Linked DNA regions of Drosophila melanogaster: region 2 is linked to region 1. A link is a contact called in public Hi-C data. All regions are on one chromosome and are shown on one strand. The core of a region is the stretch at or near the end of the contact, and the rest is flanking DNA. Distances in the headings are between cores, read along the strand shown. Region 1 holds the start of eff (effete). Region 2 holds the start of srp (serpent).

The links. Hi-C and Micro-C count contacts between places; a contact is called where the count stands out from the background.
Region 2: a Hi-C map of the Kc167 cell line shows a contact between it and region 1, with 2.7 times the contacts expected there. A contact is called at or near these places in 6 of 107 Hi-C or Micro-C datasets (the Kc167 cell line, the S2 cell line, embryo and 1 more) and 1 of 7 datasets of targeted methods (the Kc167 cell line).

The regions. Positions count from the first base shown.
Region 1 is chr3R:14,738,849-14,743,110 of dm6, reverse strand. It overlaps eff (effete), which reads left to right and starts at 1,792. Exons shown (of 6, transcript NM_169601.2): 1 at 1,792-2,104; 2 at 2,171-2,731. The coding sequence starts at 2,708. It overlaps jvl (javelin-like), which reads right to left and starts at 1,529. Exons shown (of 6, transcript NM_142132.4): 1 at 520-1,529. The coding sequence starts at 933.
Region 2 is chr3R:15,983,771-15,988,032 of dm6, reverse strand. srp (serpent) reads right to left here and starts at 1,881. Exons shown (of 8, transcript NM_001275690.1): 1 at 1,246-1,881. lncRNA:CR44133 (long non-coding RNA:CR44133) reads right to left here and starts at 1,852. Exons shown (of 2, transcript NR_074017.1): 1 at 1,246-1,852.

The DNA of each region.
Region 1 (4,262 bases), core at 543-3,042:
ATAATCTGGATCAAGAACTCATTTAAGTATAACCACGGAGTTATTAGCGCGTTCTTCTTAGGCGGAGCTTACTGTTTAAACTATGAATTGGGCGGGAATTATATATTCAGATATGACACGACCCAAGTTGCAAGTGCAGCGGAAGTGATCCATTACGCAAGTTTAGAGCGGAAAGAGCGGTGCGATTGCTCGAAAAAAAGAGATGGCAGAGTGGAAGGTAGAAAATGAGTATTAAAACCCATGGGGGTTTTATTACAATTACAATTCTGTGACATGCCAAACGAATCCCTCGAACTGGAAACTCTCTGTTCCAACCAGAATTCTTTATTTTTGGTTTTCTTTTCCTGTTTTGGGGTTAAATCTAAATACATACAAATGGCATTATCAAAGTTTAAATAAAATACTACATTTTATAATACATAACTTAAAGGGGATATATTATATTTGATTGGCAATTATAGAAGTTCCTTGTTCTCCTAATATTACAAGTTTATCTGGTTCTTTGTGCAACAAACTCACCTTGTGGCAAAACGCGGCTGCCTCCTTGGCCACGCCTACTCCGTCCGCTGAGTGGGCGTGCGTTGATGGCGAGGTCGCGTAGACGAAGAGCGGTAGCGAGCTAAAGTTCCGTTTGTCCTGAAAGCGGCGGCTGAAGAATAACGGCTTGTGGCATCCCGCTGCAGCGGCTAGTATGTTTGTTGTTGTTGCCGTTTTCGTAACACTAGGTGTGGAAGCTACTGCTGCTGCTTCTTCTTGTCTGCGCGTATTTACTGTTGTTGTTGTTGTTGTTATGGGTGCTGCAGTTGTTGTGTTTGCTGTTGTTGCATTTGCTGGGGTCGCCATTGGCGTATCGCAATTTTCTCGTATTATCGCCGCTTCTTCCTCTTCGCTGCAAGTTGTTGTTGTCTGTGTTTGCGTTTTTGTTGTTGGCATGACTACAACTACAGCTACTATAAATCGAATATAAATATATCGACGGAGGCGTGGGCGGTGGCGGAGCTGTGGGCGTGTCCCTGCAGCTGCTGGCGTCCCTTATTGTTGTTTCTGTTGTTCTTGTTGTTATTACTTAGGACCTTGGCATTATCCTCCTCCATCTTTTTTGCTGTTCAAGAAGTCAGCGAAGTTCAGCGCTTGCCAAAACTGAATGATTAGCACTTGCACATCGTCGCGTTTATCTTGGCTTTCTTCATTATTTCTTGTTTTTCAAGTGCAAAAATATTGTACAAATTCTTGGGCCATACAAAAGTGTGAGTTCTGTGTAAAAATTCACAAAAAAATACGCACGAAGCCGATTGCGGGGGTGGGAGAGAGATGGCGATACACGAACGAGTTCAAAGGGCCGCCAAACTAGGAAAAACACGCCAACAAATCAAACAAAACACTTGCACAACCGCAATTCGATCAATGTCGAAGCAAAACAGCCACTAATATTAAGTATATTACTTAATTAACAAACACTTTTGTTTGAAATATTTTGCAGACAGTTAAAGTTAGAGCTGGAACCAAAATCGATGTTTATGCGATACTATCGATGTATAGGGTAAGAGGGCTGCATTGATTAAATTCAGCTACCGTCGATTGTTTTAACTGTTCATACTATTATAACGGCAGTTTCAGACAGCGGAAGCGCCATTTGGAGTAGTGAGAAAATAAAAAGTTAAATTAAATGAACCAGTTTATTTTGTTAAAAATATTTTCATCCTTATGATAATAAAATCTAAATACTAAAAATCTACTAACGCCTGTTATTCCCAAAAACTATCGATAGCACAACGGAAAATATCGACAAGTATCCTGAATTGGCACGTCGGCCTTGCCAGACCAGCGCTCTGGAGTGAATTTAAATTTTAAAATAACGCCCTGTCAATTCAGTTGTAGAACTCAGTAGCTAGTCGGAAAGTTTTCAAGAACTCGGATTACCAACATCTCAAAATTGCTCAGTAAAAACATTCCGGCAGCCTGCAACACGTTGGGTGTTAACAAATTTACATACAAGTTGCAAGCTTTTGGGCGCACGCACCATCGATAAGAAGGTAGTTCGAATAAAATATAACACCTCCTCGCTGCCGGTAAAACTATTTCTTCTGGCTGTTCCCGAACTAAAGTGAGTATGAAGAGTCTTGCATTGGCAATCAAATTGTAATTAACTGATTCATCCCTCACCTAAAAGGCGTTGCCACCCAATCGATCTGGCCACCCCTAGCGAAAAGGTCATATAGCTGGACTGCTCTGCTGGACTTCCGCTTCACAACACTACCACACGACACAGACACACCATTCCTCTCGCTCGGGCTTACACTTCGGTGTAACGATTGTGCTTCGTTGCGTTCTCAGCTCACTAACGGTCGTCTCTATCGCACAAACGGTCGAAAGGCCCCGCATTGATTGTGAAAAAATAATCGTCGCCGTAGTCTTCGTCGGGTCGCCGTTTTTACTTGCAGTGCGCTGGTGCTGCTTTATTTCGTGACAAGGGACACTCAACCGAAAGAGCCATATTTAAGCATCAAAGTTCTAGAGGCGCAACGCAGCTTTGTGTTTCGTTTTTCGTTCAATTCTAAGCAGGAGGATTATATATTGAATAAAACCCAATTCTGTGCGAAGAACAAAAGAAATACGCGAGACACCAACACCAGCACACAACCAACCAAACACACACACAACCAACCAAACACACACACAACCCAGAAAATCAAATTTCAATCAGAAAATGGCGTTAAAAAGAATCAATAAGGTATGTGAAAAAAGGAATATCTCAAAAAACTTTGCGAAACGGACTAAAAAAAGAAAGAACAGAACCCTTTGCGATACACCAAAATGATAGTCTAAAAAAAAAGCGAACAGACATCAGTTTTCAACGGGAGAAAAATTTTATGCAAGAAATGTGAAACGTAGGTAGTAACCGAGGAGAAGAAAGAAGAAGCGGGGGGAAAGAAGCGTGCAAGAGGGAAGGGAGAAAATGAGCTGTGGAGTTACCATTTAATTAATAAGTTAGTAATTAGGAGCAGATTAGAAATTTTGAGGGTGGTGAAAAAGGTATAAGGATGTGTGTGTGTGGTGGGCAAGGCAACGTGTAGTGCAGTCATCGCTTCCGTTACTTTTGCGAGAGTGTGGGATAAGTGTGTGTGCGATGCGTGTGCGTGAAAGTGCAATGCAAATGTGCATTGTTTGTGTGCGTGTGTGCCGGGCACCTGGATGCATTTACATTAATGCAACTATACGGCGGAGTTTTCGCAGCTCTACGGGCGCTGTTACCCAATACACGCTGTACACGGCACTCGCACACACTCTCAGCCTCGCAACAGTCACACATAAACGCACACACTGCCAGCGCCGCAGAAAGATCCAGCAAAAAATAAAACAGAGCAAAAGCAAGAAGCGTATAAAATTAACCTAACCCTACTTTTTGCGCTGATAATTCAGAAATAGTGCTGCCCCCAAGCATATATATTTATATATGTATTTAGGTAGAGTGGTTCTAGCGTGCGTGCTTCGATAATTATTTTTAAAGTGCCTGCGCGTCGTTTGTCCTTGTCCAGTAAATGCTTTTTTACACCCCAATGTTCAAGGCCCTGACAACCCGATATTTTTTCAAAGTCATCCCAGCCTTCCTCAAAAGCATTAGTAATATCTCGAAGTTGTGGAAATGTTACTTGGCAAATTGGGATCTTTTTTTACGTTTGAAGCCGGTTATCATAGTCATACCCCACACACACACACATTAAAACGCTCGCAAATACAAAGTCTCGCCATCACTTGGCTATGGCCATTGCATGCCATCTCGCTCTGGCCCTGGCGCATTCCCTTTGCCCGCGACAGCTGAGGCCTCATTCGGTCCCGCTCGCGCAATGGGGCAGAGCCAAAGAGAGCGCAAGTGTGTGAGTGCTAGCGGGGCTTAGTGTTGCAAAACACCGTCAGCCAAAAGGGGGCCCCCAAATAATTAGTTATAAATTATAATTAAGCATAATTTACATACAAAATGAGCAGCGAATGCGGAATTTGTTCATATCTATGCGTATGTGTGAGCGTGGTGTGTATTTGTGTTTGAATGTGTGGGGCGGGGGTCTGCTGACTGTCTCGACAAAAGCAGCGCTGCCTGCGTCGGCGTCATGGCCATTGAGTTTTCCTCGTTTTTCGTAGTTTTCTATCCATTATAACATTTTAATGCCTGCCTAAATGAAAACGAAATGGCAAGCGGCAAACCGGAAATAAAAGTATACATTGTAGTAAACTCTTAAAATCACTCACGCCCCCTTTTTGTGGTC
Region 2 (4,262 bases), core at 632-3,131, 1.2 Mb before region 1:
CTACAATTTTTACTTTACTTGTTCTGTTAATGTTTAATGTATGTGACTGTCCGTCATTGTTGGTTGTTTGTCCTCGGTTTGGTTTTGGTTTTGGTTTTTTTGTTTTTGCGGTGTTTATTGTCGCGGTTTCCTCCGCGGCACCCAAAAGTAAATCCCACTTGTTTGCGGATGCATTTCGCTATGGAGATGCACGTGTCAGGGGAGTCGGATGGCTGTGTGGGATGCATCCAGGGTTTCCCTGGAAAATCACTGGCTGAACAACAAAAGGCAATTGTCGGTTAACTACGACAATTCGCTTGACTATAATATGTGTGTGGTTATACAATATATATATATATATATATTTTTTTTGTATAATTAATTTTCAATATGGCTGACCTATGGCAGGAAGTCATGTGTGTATAGCAATGAATTTATGGGTACATAGTATAAGGCCCCACTACATTTATTTCATTTGTTTTGAAATTCTTTTCTTAAATGCTTATTTTTCTTGAATAATTTTTTCTTTTCATTTTTTCCCCACATACATATATTATACATATACATACAAGTCGATGTTGATAAGGCCTCGTTGTTGTCGTCGCCACAACTCAACGACCGCAGGGCCAAGTGGATCGGCAGCGGTACCATGGAACGGGACCCATCGTTTGGACTCGCATTTTGTTTTTCAGTCGTTTCAACCTCCTTATATATTTATATATATATACACATACATATATATAAAATATATACTCGGGCACGCATATGGGCACTTGCTGGGTGCCACTGCCTGGAGCTGTAAGGCAATGCCCCACCCCTTGGCTGGACGGGATCCGGAGTTTTGTGCTTTTTGGGTTCGTTGATCGTCATGCTGGTTTCTCGTAATCGACATAATTTTCCCTACTTTTCCCTGTCGGTCCCTTTTCAATTCCTTAAATTTTCTTAGACACTTTTTGCTTGGATGCATTCCACAACATTTAATAATCTTACTGCGACTTGAACTGAAATATTTATTCTTAGAAACCATTTTAAGCCTAAAACTCATTAAAATCATGACTGTTTGCAAAAAATGAATACAATGACTCATAATAATACGTACACTATGTCTTCCCAAGAGTTGTGACTAAACATTATGTGACATTTATTTATGTACATATGTAGCTTCATTTAGCACATATGCAACATTCCATTAGTATTATTTATGTTAGTTAAGACAATTGAGAGCAACTTCCCCCGAAGGCCAACAAATCGTCTGGTGAAACTTACCAAGTTGTCCATGGCCAGATTCCCATGCATATTCCGACAGCGATTGAAAATCCATTGTGGCTAGGTCCAGAATCGAGTGCTCGGATCCGTTGCGCTCATTATGAGGGGCGTTCGTTCGGCCCATGTGGTTTTCATCGATGATGACCGAGCCGCGGACATCTGGGCATCTGGCGATCTCAGGCGCTAAGCAAGCGTTAAATTTTCGGTTTCGATACTGTCCGGACTTTGAGGGGGCGTTAACCCGGCAAATGAAAGTGTCACACAGGTCACGCCGACGGATCACAACTCTTTCGGGGAACGATGAGGAGGCGGGTGGTGGCTTTTCCGGGCGCCCAACCGTCGATTATGTTGGTTAAACTCACGTCGCTTTTGTGGTTAAACACACGTTTGAAGGATTTCCCTTGCGCCGGCGCAACTTTCCTCACATTTTTCCACGCTCAAAGGGTTTTCTTCGGTTTCACGCCCAACAGATCACGGTGATAATCGCCGGGACACGACCCACGAATCCGCACCGGTGTGCCGGATGCAATCGATAGGATGGGATGGCACGGGATGGGTTCGGTTGGGAGTGGACCCGACCAGACCCGCATCCGAGCTCCGACCTACTACTACAACTTTTCAAATGCTACTCGGCCGGGAGCCACCCAAAGCAATGCGAGTAAAATATTCTTGATTAAAACTTATCAGAGCACATTTCATATCACCTTTTCAAAAACGCAACAACAGCAAAGTAACGATTGTACTTATTATCGGCGACGCAACCGTCGAACTCATTGCGCCGTGTACTCGGTACTTTGGCGTAGTTTGGCTGTCGCCGGTTCCGCTGATTGGACGCCGCCAAGATATGGCTATCTGAGCCGGGCCCGATTCCGATTCCACGATTGCCAGCCCCACAGGCGCCATCTCCGCCGCATGGACGCCACACGGGAGCGAGCAGGACGCTGGCACAGATAGAGCGAGAGGCAGGGTGGGCGATACCAAAACACGATTTGATTAAGTTGCATCACGCGTCGGTCGCGCGACTATCCTTATCGGGGCAACTCTCGCTCTCCGACTTGGTGAGTATATGCCATAGGTCCTTATCATCTGGCCTGCTTTGGCCAGATTTGATTTGGTGACGACAGCATTCGGAATCTGGCCACTATAGCGGAATGTACATAAGTTCCTGTTTCGAATGCTTACCAAACAGTAGAGAAAGGATCTTTAACCAACTTACTAAAAAAAAATATATATAAATTCCCCCAGATCCAATCCTGTAAATACCCAATTTCTAATTATTTCTCAAAGATACAAGCTCTTCCAAACTAATCTTTTTCTAAATCAAAAATATAAGTTCCTAATATAAATCCCACTTTTCTCTTTTATATCTAAGATATTTTCCGGTTTAGTAAAGATGGTTTATGAAAGATATAACATTTTTTTTGCGCTCAATAAATAGAGACTGATCTACATTAAACCAAACCGATAACAAAGCCTGGCAGACGACCTTGCCTATCTATGGCACTCCTACTATTCTCCCTACACACCCCCCCTTTCGATGAAGTTTATGATGAAGTTTATTTCCCACCAGGGAAATGCCAAAGAGTCTGGTAATTTTAAAAAACTAAAAAGCAAGCACGTTTCCAAAAAAAAACGATAAAAAAATGTAAAGATATTCCTATCTAATAGCAAAATGCCGGCTCTTATGACGTCACGCGTCGTGATAAGAGAACCAGTAATCAAGAAACAATAACAAAAAGCTGAGAACAAACATATTGCAAACAGAAACATTGATAAAACCAGACGAATCAGAAGCAAGGAGCGGGTGACGAGGCGAAAACAATGCTGGCGAGATAAGGAGGTAAATAACCTGGCGGAAAACTTTAAGTCGGCGCCTCGCCGGGCAGACCAAGATCCGACCCAGCCAGTAGGGAGAGGAGGAGGCCCTGGCCACAGGGTGCGGGTCACCCATGCGGGGAGGAGTCGAGGAGGAGACATTGCGATAAGGATGCAAGGGTGCGGGTGCGGGTGCTGGACTATCAGTAGTAGCAGTAGCAAAGTCCGGAAGATGCCTTGTGGTCAGAAGATAAAAGGCCAAAGTGAGTGGGTAAGAGAAAAGGGAATGCACTGAGAAGAATGCAGAGGCAAAGATTGTAAGATACTATTAATAACCTATTTTAATAACCTATTATCTTGTCATCATGTTATTTTAGATACTATTACTACATTTCATTTAAACTATCCTGCTACGTTTAGCTTTAATCATGTACAGAATTTCATATTTGAAATCTGTATAAGATCTGGTATATTTTTTCTCGCAGTGTTATATAGCGAGTGGAAAATCGTAGCTTATCAGCCACCGACTTTAACTCGGGACTTGCTTTTGTTTTGTTTGAGCTGACTCTTATAATACAATTTAATAATGACCATTATAAAGAAACTGGGGAAGACGGGCATTACTACGGGCCAGAGATAAGGCCATCCTGTACCACGCACCGAATCCCTCGTACTGCTGCAGGAATTATTATTGTTTTGGAGTATTGAGACACAGACTCCATTACGATCGGGTCGCGTTTAGCACCCCTCGTAGACATAAATAATCTACTCCATGGATGGATGGTGTGCCCATGCCATAATCCGCAGCCATTTCATCGTGACGAAGCACAGATAAGCCGGGTTTTGTATTAATCGAAAGCAAACCAAATTGAAAACTAAATCGGGTATGCTGTGTGGTGGTAAGGGGTCAACTAACTATATTTACTAGCTGGGGCACTTTTAATGGGCTGACACAACTGATAGCCCCATCAAATTTCAAGGTACTAGGGTCACAGCCGACCAGATTCCGAATGAGAACGACGGAAAGTACATAAATATTCCTCTTTCGCCAGTCGAGCAAATAGCTCTTCTGATAAATGAAACACAAAATCGATTTCAGCCGATCGATCTGATAAATCGTGGCAATATGAACACATTAGTCAATAAAATGAGCCGTGACTATGGAAACAATTGGTCAGGGTGAAATTAGGTGTCTTATTGTG